Linked DNA regions of Mus musculus: region 2 is linked to region 1. The links are chromatin contacts, called in public HiChIP or PLAC-seq maps. All regions are on one chromosome and are shown on one strand. The core of a region is the stretch at or near the end of the contact, and the rest is flanking DNA. Distances in the headings are between cores, read along the strand shown. Region 1 overlaps Tex21 (testis expressed gene 21). Region 2 holds the start of Sptb (spectrin beta, erythrocytic).

Region 1 (7,165 bases), core at 3,315-5,814:
TACTGTTTTCTCTTTTCTGCATGTGTGTTTTCTAGCTTGCTTTTGCTCCCACATGTCCCCTCAGGACCGTCAGTCACATCTCTCCTTCTTGGGCATGCTCTTTTATGCTTCATCTCTGAGGCGATTTCCTGCAGCTATTTCTTGACTCAGCCATCCCTATCCAAGAGACCCCTTGGTCATAGTCTTTAGCCAACTCTATTCCAAATACACTTCAGTCTTAAAATATCCTCTCCGTGTCTGAAATTTCTTAATTGATAATTTCATTCTGCCAAAGTGCTGCATCTGAACATGGGTGTCATGGTCCATGGGTGTTGTGTGTGTGCCCATGCATGCATGCGTATATGTGTGTGCACATATGCATGTGTGTATATGTGTGCGTGTATGTGTGTACTTGTGTGTACATGTGTGTGTATGTGTTTGTATTGGGATGCATTTTATCACCTGAACAGGTTAGAATGGTGCTGTCTTTTCATTTCTGTCCTAAAGCAGTTCCATATAACTTACCATTGTCTATCACTTTATATTTTCAAAGGATTTACTTTATTCTTAATCACGTGTAATGTCTGTGTGAGCATACGCCATGTATGTGTGGTACTCTCGCTGAGGCCAGAGTCACCTATCCATCACAGATGATTGTGAGCCATCATGTGGCTGCTGGGAATTGAACTCAGGACCTGGCATGTATGCTTAGACTTGAACTCCGGTCCTCTAGAAGAGGAATATGTGCTCTTAAGCGCTGAGCAGCCTCTCTACCCCCATTCACATTCAAACCCTTGCAGTTGCCCAGCTCTCTCCACATTTCTGGTTTAGAGCACCTTCCACGGTTGGTTCCACTAAGATACGTGGTTATTTCCAGCTGAGCACTGCCCTCTTCTGTTGTTAAAGCAAGGGTGCTCTTTACTTTTCTGGTTTTTGAGGTATCTGCAGGGGGCCTTGCAGATGCTAGGAAAGCTCACTGCCTCTGACCTCTGAACCCAGTCCTTAACCTTTCCCTCCTGAGACAGGGTCTCACTCAGTTGTCAGAGCTGGCCTGGAACTCCTTTTGTAGCCCAGGAAGACTTTGAACTGTGGCTGGTATTACAGGGGCAAGTATTACAAGTCTTTATTTGAAGGCAGAGGGTGTGTATGACATTTCCTTCTGTAACACTCTTTTTATATTATCCCTTAGTTCCATCGTTCCTCTTTTCTGCTAGCTGCCTCTCCCTTGCAAGCACTCTGCAGCCTCCCCGCAGAAACTCTGTTTTCTAGAGTCACTATTACTGGTCTCAAACCTTTTCATTCCCCACAGGTCAGTGTGCTGATCCTGCGGGGCTCAGACTTGTTCTTGGCATTGTGACTGTGTTCTACACCAGTGGAAATCGAGTTTATGGCCCTCTGGTGCTGCCTCTGCTGGCTTGGGATATCCATATCCCCCCTCACGGGCATGGTGAAAGCTGTAGTTTTCTGTTAGCTTTGCGGCTGTTTTCTTATTTGCTGTCCTTGTTGATCTCTTTGGCCTTGAATGGATTGAGAAATATGCATTGAGGAAGGCCATTATCATTAAACAAATTAGTAGCTCAAAAGGCAGTTTGTTAACCCAGTAGCACATGCTGACAGTCCCCAGTTTGGGAGACTGAGGCTCATGAGTCCCTCCAGCCCAGGAATTATAAGGCTAAGCTGAGTAACAGAACACAAAAAGTATGGCTACAAAAACATGCTGCCAAGATGGCTCAGTGGGTAAAGATGCTTGCTTGCTATTAACCCTGCCAGCCTGTGTTCAATCCTGGGAAGACACATGGTAGAAGGAGAGAACTGACTTCTGAAAGATGCCCTCTGGGGGCTGGAGAGATGGCTCTGTGGTTAAGAGCACTGACTGGTCTTGCAGAGGTCCTGAGTTCAATTCCCAGCAACCACATGGTGGCTCACAACCATCTGTAATGGAATCTGATGCCCTCTTCTGGTGTGTCTGAAGACAGCTACATTGTACTCAAATACAATACAATACAATAAATAAATAAATAAATAAATATGATGGCCTCTGACCTCCACATGCATGTATGTATGTACAAATAAATGTAAAAGAAAGTAATTACATTATGAGCAAAATATAATAAGTAGTAATAAAATTGGGAAAAATGAGAAAAAGAGATAAAAATGCACAGGAAATTTTAAAGAATTCTTGTAAATAGAAAGGATTTTTCTACCTTGAAAATACCACATGGCGTGAAGCCAGGTTGTAATTGCAGTGCTTGGGAGACTGGGAGGAAGAAGGTGGGTTCAAGGCTAGCTTAGCTGCACAGCAGGACCCTTTACTACCTTAGACATATTGCATTAAGGAAATTTTCATAAAGCTAAATTGCAGAGTATACCAATTGCATCGTACAAGATGAGTGGGCGGCTCAGCAGTCGCATACTGATCTGTGTGGTGGTTCTTTTCAGCTTGCTGACTTCCGGGAAGCCATCATGAAGATGCTGGGATTTAACATGAAAACAGCAGACAAGGATGTCATTAATCGGCTGAAGCTTGTCGTCCAAATTTATGAAATTTCTAAAAGATCAAAGATGGCTTCTCACTGTGAGCCTGGTCAGGCCAAGTGAGCAAGATCTACCTCTATATGCGGTTAAGAAGTTATACACAGCTGTTTCCTACAGCACCCAGAAAATAGCTACATTGTGAATAAAATTGCAACATTTCAACTAAAAAATCTCTTCTCTCCTGTGCTTGGAGTTTACTCCACTTTGGGATGATCTTTCTATTATTTCTGGCTTAGTCTGTATTGTCACTTGAGATATATGACACTTATCTAATTGCTTTTACTGACTGCATTCAAGCAGGATATGCACCATAAACATATAATTAGCTGTACTATTTATAATTGTAGTCGATAGCCCGTGTCTTGAATGAGTGGTTTATTGGATAAACGACCCTCTTTGGTGCCTGGGCCCGGCCTGGCCTTTGGAGTTTGGAGCTGAGGTGGAAGAGTTGATAGAAGCCCAAAGACTGACGGCCTCCAGCCTTGTCATTCTCCCTGACTGCTGGGGGCTGGAAGCTGACGGCTTCTGGAAACTTAACACTCTCGTACTTATTCTGTGGCTGAAAACTGCTGGCTTCTTTTCTCTTCAACTCTCTGTGCTTAAAGAAGCACTGGGGAAACTTAACACTTTGTGCTTAAATAAACTCTGGGGGAATCTTAACTCTTTGTTATTATTCTGTGCCTTCCACAAGCACTAAAAAAACAAAAACAAAAACAAAAACAAAAAAACAAACAAACCAAAAAACCAAAAAACAAAACCAAAAAAAAAACCCCAAAACAAACAAACAAACAAACTTGACTCTTAATGCTTAAATAAACACCGGGAAATTACAAAAAGGATTTCTTGCTGCTGCTCCTTTCTCGGGCAAGTCAGCTAGAAGCCTCTGAGAGGCTCAGAGCTCGTTAACACTTTTTGAACCAGAAAGAAAAGAAAAGAAAAAAGAAAAAAGGAAAGGAAAGGAAAGGAAAGGAAAGGAAAGGAAAGGAAAGGAAAGGAAAGAAAAGAGAAAAGGGAAAGAAGTCACTCACACAGAGAACACACACACACACACACACACACACACACACACACTTTGGGTGAAGTGGAAAACAGCTACACCACCTTTCTTTATTGCTATCAGCCTTTTTATAGCGTTTTAGACAAAAAGTTCTCTATGTAAGAAAGAATTACTTTATAGATAAAATGTTCCATAAAAAGGGAGTTTCAGAAAGGTATGAAGAACAAGTTCAAAGCAGTGTTTCCTTCTCTAAGCTCATTCTAAGTTCCAACAACAGGTTTTACATGGGCTTGCCTTATCGTGTGCACACCTGTGGCTTCATCCTTGGAACTGAAGGTTTCCTTGAACACAAAGTTGTCCCAAGCCTATATCTTTCTTTAGTGTAATTATGAAAGCTCACTGCATATCGTCTTATGCAGCATTTACTGACTAACCTGAGAGAAAAGTCCATTGCCCCGACCCCCACCCCCGAATAAATGGCTGGGGCATCCATCTAAGGCTGCAGCAGTGTGTGGATTGTTGACTCTGTATGAGGCGACTACAGAGAGCTCCAGAGAGGCTCCGTCCTCAAGCCCCAGGCAGACAGCTACAGCCAGGGGCAGCACCCCAGCCCAGAGCTGGGACTTGGGCAGCGCCAGGGTCGGATTCACTCAGCCTAGAGATGGACAGGGGACCCTGGAGTGCAACTGCCTGTACGGTAGTTTTTTTGTTTTTTGTTTTTGTTTTGTTTTGTTTTGTTTTGTTTTGTTTTGTTTTGTTTTGTTTTGTTTTGCAGAGACAGTGAGCTGATGTGGGTATCTATGCCCAAAGGAGCCTTTCTGTGTTCGCTTCCCCACATCCTCCTTGTCTACACAGGACACAGGACAGCCAGACCAGGTCTCCTGACTGCTTGCGCTGCAGGCTGCCTGAGATCAGTACACATGCTGCCAGCTACAACCCAAACAAAAGACAGAAAGCTGGCTCCAAAGCACAGAAGCCTTAGGTCTTTCCACAGTCAGCCCTTCCTCGCGAATAAAAGAATCACAGAGGACTGCAGTGTCCCGAATCAAACAGCAGAGGGAGACAGAGGTACAAAAAGCTCTGGATCATTGCTGAACGAACAGCTTGCTTCAAGGCTGGAGCTGCTTAGAATCTTAACATTATCTCAAGATAATAAATGTGACTTGGATCTCTGAGTTCTAATGATGGGGTTGTGGGCAGCTTCAATTACTCTGACAAAACACTTTCTGTAATTACAGGATCTTGTGGTACCAGAAGCACCTGAGCTAGAAGGCACAGCCCTGAGACATTGTATTCTGCTTCTGTTCTTTGGCGGTCATCGTAGGAGTCGTTAGGTTTTACAGCCAGGGGTTTCCCAAAATTCTCCTCCTTCACTGTCCGCTGGCCTTCAACTCTAAGTGTTCCCTTCCACATGGAGGGACCCTACCCAATGTCCTTGCCTGCGGGTCAGAAAACTCAAATGGCCATCTAGGCTAAGGCCACCTTCCTGCTCAGAATTTGCTTTCGGGTTGCTACAAAACTTGAGGTCCTGAAGATCCCAACAGTGCGGCAAAGCCAGTTTTACCCGACTTGAGCCTGCGCAGGCGGACTGCTCTTGTGTCCATCGAAGACCTGGCAACAAAACGTGCCTGGATTCCAGCCAATCAGGGTGTGGGGGTGGTGTCAGGGCGCTGCCCGGGCGGGGTGTTGGGCGGGGCAGAGTTGCGTGCCTGTTGGTCTCTGTCGCAGCAGGCAGGTGATTTCCCTGTCTTGGCTCCTGGCGGCTTCGCATTTTCTCTCAGATCAGCCAGACTGGGGTCTGACTCTAAATGCTGGGAAGTTTTCCAGAACCTTGCAGTGCTGGCTACAACTCTGCATGTGCTCCGTGTGCAAGGTTCCCCTAAGCTGTACGTGTACTCAGCTCTGCAAGCTGGCTTTAAACTCACAGAGATTGTTTTCCTTCCAAGGGCTGGCATTACAGGCTGTGCCACCATGCGCAGCTTATTACTTTTAAAAAATTCTTATTTTTATTTTACGTGTATATGTGAGTGTCTATATATTTGTGAGTGTTCCGTGTTGTGTGCCTGGTGCCTGTGGAGGCCAGAAAGTGTTGAGTCCCCTGGACCTGGACTTACAAGCAGCTGGGAACTGCTATGTGGGTGCTGGGAACTGAACCCTTGTCTTCTGCAGGAGCAGCCAGTGCTCACAACCTCTGAGCCATCTAGTATGTAGCCTAGGATGGCCTGGGAATTGGCTATGTAGACCAACTGGCCTCTAACTCACAGAGATCCGTGTACCTCTACCTCACCAGCTGTGCGTGTGTTTATCTTAAGTCATTTATTTACTCTATGTGTATATGTGGGTGCCTGCGTGTATGCATTTGCATGAGGTGCATGCAATGCCAAAGGAAATCAGAAGAGAGTATTGGATCCCTTGGGACTGGAGTGATAGGTAACGTTGTGAGCTACTGTGTGGGTGCTAGGGACCAAACGTGGGCTCTCTGAAAGAGCAGTGCATTCTCTTAATGGCAGACACCATGCAGGAAGAGCTCCAGTGGGCAAGTGAGCTTCCTGGAGATGACCCACCATTTGGCATGGCTGGGATGGGTGTACCTTGTCCCATGACTGCTTCTTGCTCCTGCTGTGCCTTCTCCTGTTTGTCCTTGCTGTACTCCCCCAGGGACGAGGCCATAAGTCTCAGTGCACACCATGGTAAGTAAAGTAAGGAGTGGGTAATTCTAATATGAGTGTAACAACATAAAATGGATAATTAGCTAGAGTTAAAAAATAAGACATAAGATAGATGGCCTGTTTATTGGTAAAAACTTTGTTAATTTAATGACTTTTAGAACTATTGCTTTGAACTTACAATGAATTTGTAAAGTAGAAGATAGCTAAAACTATTGCTTTTAATGAGTTTATGGAATAAAAAAAAATAGATAAAAGTACTGCCCTGGACTTACAATGAACTCGTAGAATAAAAGATTAAAAAATGTTTAGTTAGCAGTTTTAATGGAAAAACATGTAATCAGTTTAATTCCCAGCAACCACATGGTGGCTCACAACCATCTGTAATGGGATCCAATGCCCTCTTCTGGTGTGTGTCTGAAGACAGCTACAGGGTGCTCACATAAAATAAATAAGTCTTATGTAACCAAGAATCGTGCTGTAACTTCCTCTTATGTAACAATTTTGTTTCTGAATGAGGTAATTCTTCGTGGAGAACTTTGTCTTAGAGAATATAAAAGGACTAAAGGGGAAAAAAAAAAACTTTAGAGCTTGCTTGTTAGAGCTTTGCTCTATCCAACTGTATGTATGTATGTATGTATGTATGTATGTATGTATGTATGTATGTTTGTAAAATGGTTAGAGCTTTGCTCTACCCACCCAATGTGTGAGTATGTGTCTGTCAGTCTGTCTGTCTGCTATGTGTGGAGTTGTTGAAGCTTGCTTGTTGAAGCCTCTTTTGCTTCATCCACTAACTTTGTGTGTATAAGTGTGTGAATTCTTTCTTCCTTTCTTTTTTTTTCTTGCCATCCCCCAAAGAGTTAAAAGTGTTCAGAGTTTCTGAGAATCCTGGCCTCAGATAATTAAGTTTTGCTCCCATTAGCATTACTAGTGCTGACCCCATAGATTCCTTGCTACTATCAGCAGGGGTGTGTGTGTGTGTGTGTGT
Region 2 (7,165 bases), core at 3,458-5,957, 510 kb before region 1:
GGACTGCTATGAGCTCCAGGCCAGTCTGGCAGTCTGGAATGCAGAGTGAGACACTGTCTCAAAAACCAAACCAAACCAAACCAACCAAAAAACCCAACATGTGTTACCAGTTCCTGAAGAAACGACCCAAATAAGCTTGAGATTTGGAGTTTGTGTTGTCTTTGGGAAATTACTTAAATTCTGAGATTCTTGACCCAGCAATGAAGATAACCATAGCAATTTACTTCATGAAATAAAGTGAAAACATTTGATAGGAAGAAAATAATAACTTTTTAAAAACAGAACTTGCCAATAAAAATGAAAAAAAATCAGGGGTTCTAGCAAGAACCAATTATATTCTGTATGCATTCTATAAAATACATCATGTCTAAGCTGAATTATAGTTTCTTATAGACTCCAAAATATTGAAGAAATATTCAAACAGAAGCTGAGCAGCTGTAGAAATAACCCACAGAATAGAGAGGGAAATTAATTTGCAGAGGTAATGGAGCTTTTTATTGCCGATTCTTTCCAAACTTTATTGAAAATTTCCCAAAGGTCTTGGTTAATATTATGAAAAAAAAAGAAAGAAAGAAAAACCTGTGATTTTGGTAACTGCTCACTTGCAAACAAAACAATTAGCAAAACCATTTATGTTGGCAACAATTATCACATACACAGAAAATTGTTTAATTAGTTGAATTGTTAGAATGGTAGCTTGTCATTCCTTATAATAAACTCAATTGCAATTTCTTTAAATTTATTTATTTGATGCGTACAAATGTGTTGCCTCCATGACTGGCCTGGGTCCTCTTTAAGAATAGAAAGTGCCCTCACCTGCTGAGCCCTCTCTCCAGCCACCTCAAAGTCAATTTGTAAATTATAAATTCTCCTCCTCGTGGTCTGAGTCCCTGACTGATAAATATTGATAAAAGGTGAAAACAGAGGTTTTGAGCTAAGGTACTCTTGATTATCCACCTATAGAATATCTTCTCTGGAAGACTTAAGACAGAGTTAGTGTCAAAGCATTAACTCATTCCTTATACTGCATTTGATCTACCTTCCTGTGGCCTTAATCTTGTGTGCTCAAGATCTAGGCTTACTGAAGCTTGGGGTCTGGAATGGGGTTTCTATCTGAGGACCATGACTGAAAAGCAGCAGTAAGAGTCCACCCACCTGAACTGTCAGTGTTTGCTTTACCTTGTTGTCCGTGAGACTTGAGTGAGCTGGGAGGTAGTACTGAGCGCAAGGTCTCCTTAGTTAAACTAGCCCCCCCCCCCGCCCCCACCGTTCTCCCCAACAGACAGTAAGTTAGGCATGGCGAGCAGCAGGAGTGCAGGAGCTGGTAAAATTCAGCCACAGTAGTGTCATTTACATCTCAGAGAATGGGAATTCATTCAGACAAGCTTATTCCAACGTGAACCTCCTGTAAAAGTTACATATAACTGGGTGTGGTGGCGCACGCCTTTAATCCCAGCACTCAGGAGGCAGAGGCAGGCGGATTTTTGAGTTCGAGGCCAGCCTGGTCTACAAAGTGAGTTCCAGGACAGCCAGGGCTATACAGAGAAACCCTGTCTCGAACAAACAAACAAACAAACAAACAAACAAACAAGTTACATATAATGTATCTATAACCCAGAGGGAAAAAAAGATTTTTATTGACTTCTCAGGTTGGCCTCCAAGATTGCAACCTCATTTAATTCCTGATTTGTTCACTTATTCACTCATTTTATCTTTACTGATTTTGTCTCATGTGCTAAGTGCTTAGCACTGTATCCTGAAAGTATTGGGAAGCCACGGGTGATTTAATGTAACCGAGTGGCACAATCAGATTTCCTTCTTAGAGTAGAATTTGGCTGCTACGTGGAAAAAGAATCGAAAGAGAACAAAAATGGGAGGATGGGGGAGCCGTTAGGAGTCTGAGGCATGAGGGCAAAGGGTTGAGCCCCAGTCCTCAGCCCCTCCTGGTTCTCAGTGGTGTGCTTGAGAAATTAGCCTTACTGCTTCTCTCTTGTCTGCACACTGAGAAGGAAGTGGCACCCTTAGGTAATCCCAGACATGGGAAGGAAAATTCGGTTTCCTTTCCTGGACTGGAGCTCAGTTAAAGGGTATAGTACGTGCTAGTATCATGAATTCTTGATTCCTTCATTATTGCCACTAAGGACTTGAATTAGTCAGGGTTAGCTTTGCATTTGCTTTTGAGTATCTTTCTAATATATATGTTCATGTTTAATTCAAAGTGGTTTACTTAAATAGCTTTGGCTTTGTGGTTCAATAAAAATAGCATATTTGGGCAGCACAAATTAATCTTAAAGGGTTGGGGGAAGGCATAAAAGCATAAAATTGGGGGAGGGAGGTTAAAGAAAAGGGAGTGGTTCTGAGAAGAGCTGGGGGAGTGAATATGATGCAGACATGTAAGGAATTCTCAAAGAACTGTGTGTGTGTGTGTGTGTGAGAGAGAGAGAGAGAGAGAGAGAGAGACTATGAAGGAGAAGGAGACTAGCAGACATCCCCCTATAGTTAGACGACTCTAGTGTCCTTACTTACATCCACCCCCTTAGCCTCACCTATTGATTTCAGCTAGAGCTGGGCACTCAGTCTCTGAAGGCTTCCTCCCAAACCTTGGCTCACAGCATCTACTAAAGTCTTAAGCTCTCCCTTCGGGTCCCAGAACTCTTCCAAAGCTGCAGATTAACTAGGGAAGCTTACAGGGAACCTTGGAAATCCAGGTTGTCAAGATGGGCAGGGACAGTCCTTTGACCAATGAAGATGAAGGTCCATCTTTATCTCCTGTAGAGAATTCTCAACGATACTTTATAGATACTGTACAGTTTTCTAAGAAGGCCCCTGAAGACGCTCTGTCTCAACAATGACCTTGATAGTGAACCTTTCTATCAGTGTCCCCCCTCCCTCCCCCACACTGTCCCGAATTTCTCATTCCTGTGCTTGTGCAATGCCCTTTCTCTCTGCACTTCTAAACTTCCTCTCTCACTGGGCTCTGATTTATCATGTCACTGTAACTCTATTAGCTGGGAAGCATTTGGGGATGTTGTCAGGATAACAGGATCTGCAGCAAATGAGGTTGTATTGAATTATTTATCGTTCAGCTAAAGTCGAGATAGCCACAGCAGAAGAGCTGGTTTGTAAAATCTTGGACTAATCTGTCTGTTGCTTTGGAGCGTTTGTCGTCGTCATATTCATTTTTTTCTTGTGGTTGAAAATTATAAATTTGAACGCTCCAAAGGAAAATATGTGTGCAACCATTCAGTTCAGAGCCTCAAGCCTATAGCTAAGAATTATCTGTTTCCTCTAATATATAATTACGTAGCTGCAAAGCTGCAATTCTGGGATTCATGAATTTATTTAATAAGTTTATTCACACACGGTTTAAAACACATAAATACATAATTCCAACCCTCCCTTTTTCTTTCAAAAATAGATCAAGGATTTCTACTTGTGATATCTAAGTCTCAGCTTTTGAAGTTGGCCTGTTTTTTGTTTTTGCCAGGAATTAGTTCCTAAAAAGATGATTTTGAACTCAACAACAAGCAAAGCAAATGGTTTGGGGTGGTGCTGGAGGATATTGGGGAGTCCCAGGGCCTTTGGAGTGCTAAATGTGTGCTTTGCTTAAGATCTACAGCTCTTGCTCACTACAGAGAATTGCTAGATGGTCTGAGTGGGGGAAGGAGGTGGGAGGTCGCTGTTAACCTCTAGGATAGCCCAGGCCGGTGTGTCATTTTCCTTGTAATACTGATGCCATTTGGGAAATTAGTATGTAATAAGAACTCAGGCAAAAGGGGAGGGAAGAGTTCTATGGCTTTTTAATACCTGTGGATTTTGTCCCAATTAGCATTTTTACTGTCCAAATACCTACTCTCAAAAGAAGTGTGACGGCAGCAGGCAGTGAAATATCTTTTGCGTACCTTTAATACCCAATACTAAGCTTGAACATCTGGCAACTCAACACACTTTGCTCATGAATCCTAGAAAACAGCGTAATTATACACTCAAGCAAACAAGTCAAGAGAAAGGCTGTTTCCTGTTAAGAATTCCGGGGAGCATCAAAGTTAAAGCTCCCTTCTGCATCTATGCTCTTTTTAATCGCCACTGGTGTCTCCATTACACTTGCGATTACCCGGGTTGATAGTCTGTGAGAGACCATCCCAGGCACAGCGTATGGAGGGCCGCCCCTCCCCCCCCCCCATAAAAATAAAACAAGGAAAGGTACAGCAAGGCACGCAACCAACATTACAGAGCGATGACCTTGTATTGTTAAAAAGTCAAGGAAATAGCCTGCCTTGCAAGCCGCCCGTGTTCGTCCGTGTGTCACCCTCCCTAGTCGCAGATGTACTTGACACCCTTGGTTCTAGCATCTCCTCTGGCCTGCTGTACACCACCCTACCAAAGCTTGCAGTGAGAAAGCAGGGTCTTGCCCGGAGACCCGGGCTCACAGGATGGTGCAGGTGGGCTGGTATGCTGGCTTGCCTGTTGATTATGGACCCTGCAATATGCAACTGTAGGCTGAGCGCCACCAACCAGCACAGCCGGGTTCTCCGGGACAGTACCTTGCTTACAAGCAGGAGCCGCGGCCTCCAGCCCGCAGGCTGGGGGCGGGGGCCTCGGCCCAGTGCCCACCCCCTGTGCTCCCAGCGTCTGCTCCTACTACCAGCCGGTTGTAGCCGGCCGGGAGCGCGCTTTCTAACGTAACCCGCCCGCGGGAACAATCTGTCCCTTCCAGCCTATCTCCGGAGGGGCATTACAGCCGGGGCGCCCTCCTCACCCACCCTATGGCCTAAACGGGTCTTTAGATGTTTTTTCAAAACCAGATCGTAGTCTGCAGGGACGCTAGGCGGGAAAGGCTGGGAGGACTCCTTTTCGCCGCCAGCTTGCGGCTCCGGGCACACAAATTAGGCCGGAGCAGCAGAGTCGAGTCCTCTTCCCGTGGCAAGGGGCTCTGTGTGTGCGGGATCAGGGGAGGTGAGAGAGGACCCTGGCGTCCCAGGTCCCAGCGGCGGCGGCGCTAGCGGCTAGGCAGGTGCCCCCGGGCGCGCAGTCTGATTGGCAGGTGCAGGAGTGGGTGGGGAAGGCGGGCCTGGCGCTGCGGGAGGCTGCAGCCCCGCCTCCCCGCCCCCGCCGCGGGACTATCTGGTCCCGGCAGCAGCGATGTCCCCCGGCAGGAATGTCCCTCCTCAGATAATGTTATTTATATCTCTGGGCGGGTCCGCGGCTCCGCTGCACCAGGCGCCCGGCGGCCACTGTGCCAGGAGCCCCGTGCTGCCCTCCTCCCCCTGCGCCGCCGCCCCCGGGCTCGGGGTAGCCGCCGCTTCAGCCCCAGCGCAGGTGAGTCCCCGAGGGCCGCGCGACGGGAGGGAGCTGGGTGCCCCGGAGCCAGCGCCGGGGAGTGCGGGGCCCAGGGGGCGGGTGACGCGACAGCCCGGTGGGGGCCTGGCCCCGGGTGCCTAGCACGGGGCGGGAGGGGTGAGGAGCCCAGGAGGCCCTGGCGGCTGCGGCAGTCGTCACCCCGGGACGCGGGAACCCGCGTGGGTTTCGCAGGCGCTGGGCGAGCAGGGCGCTAGCTTTGGGAAGCCAGCTAGTAGAGTGTCGCCGTGGGGCACGGGGAGTGGGTTTGGGGGGTTTGTGCTCTTGGCCGCCTCCCCCAGGACCCTCGCCTGGGAGCAAAGTTGGGGGGGGGGGCTGCCTGTCGTCGGTCTAAGGACTGTCCGCGTCTGTGCCTCCTGCTGCCTGGTTTCTCAAACCCCCGGGCGTGTCGGATCCTCTTCTGGAACTTGGCTAGCGCGCTCCAGGGCTGCCCAGTGCCAAGGCTGGGAGGACAGTTCAGGGCAGCAGAGGGGGCCGGGCCTCAGGATGTCAGGCAGGACGTGCAGAGTGGCCCAGTGTAGACTGAGAAGGGAGAGATCAAGTGTCCCAGGACTATACTTCAAGGACCCCCACCTTTTCCCTTTGAGTTCCTTATCTCCAAGCTACTGCCCACTCTACGGTTACCCTTCGTGCCAGTTCCAGCAACTTGGCCCCGGAGAAATAGCAGAAAATGGAAGAAACAAGAGCTCTAACACAATCCTCAAGTCCCACCAACTTACCCAGACTTCCCAAAGGGGAAATAGCTACGAGGCTTGAGTACAGTTTCCGTGACAACAAGCCTTAGGTAGGGCCTTGATTTATAGTCTATTAATATCCAAACCACTGTTTTCAGTGAGCAATTAGAGGTGCTACAGTTAATAACACCCTTAACTCACTGAAGGGATATGGAAAGAAGCCATTGTTTTAGATGCATCCGGCAGGGTGGGATGGGATTATATAGTGATGGTCTCTTTTTTACTAAGAACTTCAGTGGGGAGAGGATACGGCTGTCACCTCCACGCTAGGAGGCAGCCACACAAAACCCCTGCCTGTGCAATGGATGTATATAGTTCAGTTTCCAAGGGAGGTGATTCAGATAGCTCCTGAATGAGAGGAGCCTTCAGGGAAGAAAAAAAAATCGAGGCACATTTAAGCTGTTCTCTTAGGCTATCCTTAGCGTCACGGATCGCTCAGAATTTTAATCTAGAATTCTCTTTTCACTGCTCTATGACTACGACCCAGGGTAGTCATCTCCTATTCCAGGATCAGACTTCATATGCTTTTCCAATGAGCCCTGATTTCCAGAATGTTATGGGAAACTCTTACAAGTGTAGACTGTTTGTTCACTATGTACTGAATGCCCAGCACCCACAGAGGCTTGGGGACTAGCTAACAAAAGGAACAGTAAACTTAGAACAGAGAAGAGCCCACCAATCTCCAGATGAGGCCAATCGTTTATACAAAGTGTTATCACATTCCAGTGTTGAGTAAAGCACAGTTGAAAGGAGAGGGACCCTTTTGCTGGTGCACCTCCCTTTATCAGTGGCCCAGTGGTAGTGGCTGGGGATGAGCCAGTCCAGTTAATCTTGAGTTCTCTGAAGACATAGAGTCCACTCAAGGAATTGAAAGCACCCAAAAACTCCCAGGCATTCAGGCTGGGCCTTGCTGCGCAGGCATGTTGAGTTCTCCCCAGTGACTTGCCCAGGGGAGAGCTGGGATACCGCTTTTTGCTCTGGTCATTGCTTTGTGTAGGTGTTCTGAAGGTGTCCGGTGGAACCAACACACCTGTTGGATTGTTCGCTTGGGGCTGAAGGCGTAATAGGGGGCT

What was found. HiChIP or PLAC-seq counts read pairs in DNA pulled down with a chosen protein or histone mark.
Region 2: an H3K4me3 HiChIP or PLAC-seq map of forebrain shows a contact between it and region 1, with 3 times the contacts expected there. The contact joins the promoter of Sptb here to the enhancer-like site in region 1. A contact is called at or near these places in 6 of 39 promoter capture datasets (the 3T3-L1 cell line, HPC-7-derived erythroid cells, hippocampal neurons and 2 more), 3 of 484 Hi-C or Micro-C datasets (cortical neurons and myocytes) and 1 of 115 datasets of contacts at active chromatin or transcription factors (forebrain).

What each region holds. Positions count from the first base shown.
Region 1 is chr12:76,194,205-76,201,369 of GRCm38.p6, reverse strand. Tex21 (testis expressed gene 21) reads left to right here. Exons shown (of 10, transcript NM_019784.5): 10 at 2,419-2,683. The coding sequence ends at 2,577. Among named protein-coding and RNA genes, the nearest start is that of Esr2, 21 kb to the right of the region's middle. Within about 2 kb of position 4,564, at least 232 of the 459 cell types and tissues checked have an H3K27ac peak or open chromatin away from gene starts, as enhancers often do. A contact at or near this core is called in forebrain, hippocampal neurons and liver, where this site is marked.
Region 2 is chr12:76,708,089-76,715,253 of GRCm38.p6, reverse strand. Sptb (spectrin beta, erythrocytic) reads left to right here and starts at 4,707. Exons shown (of 36, transcript NM_013675.3): 1 at 4,707-5,319.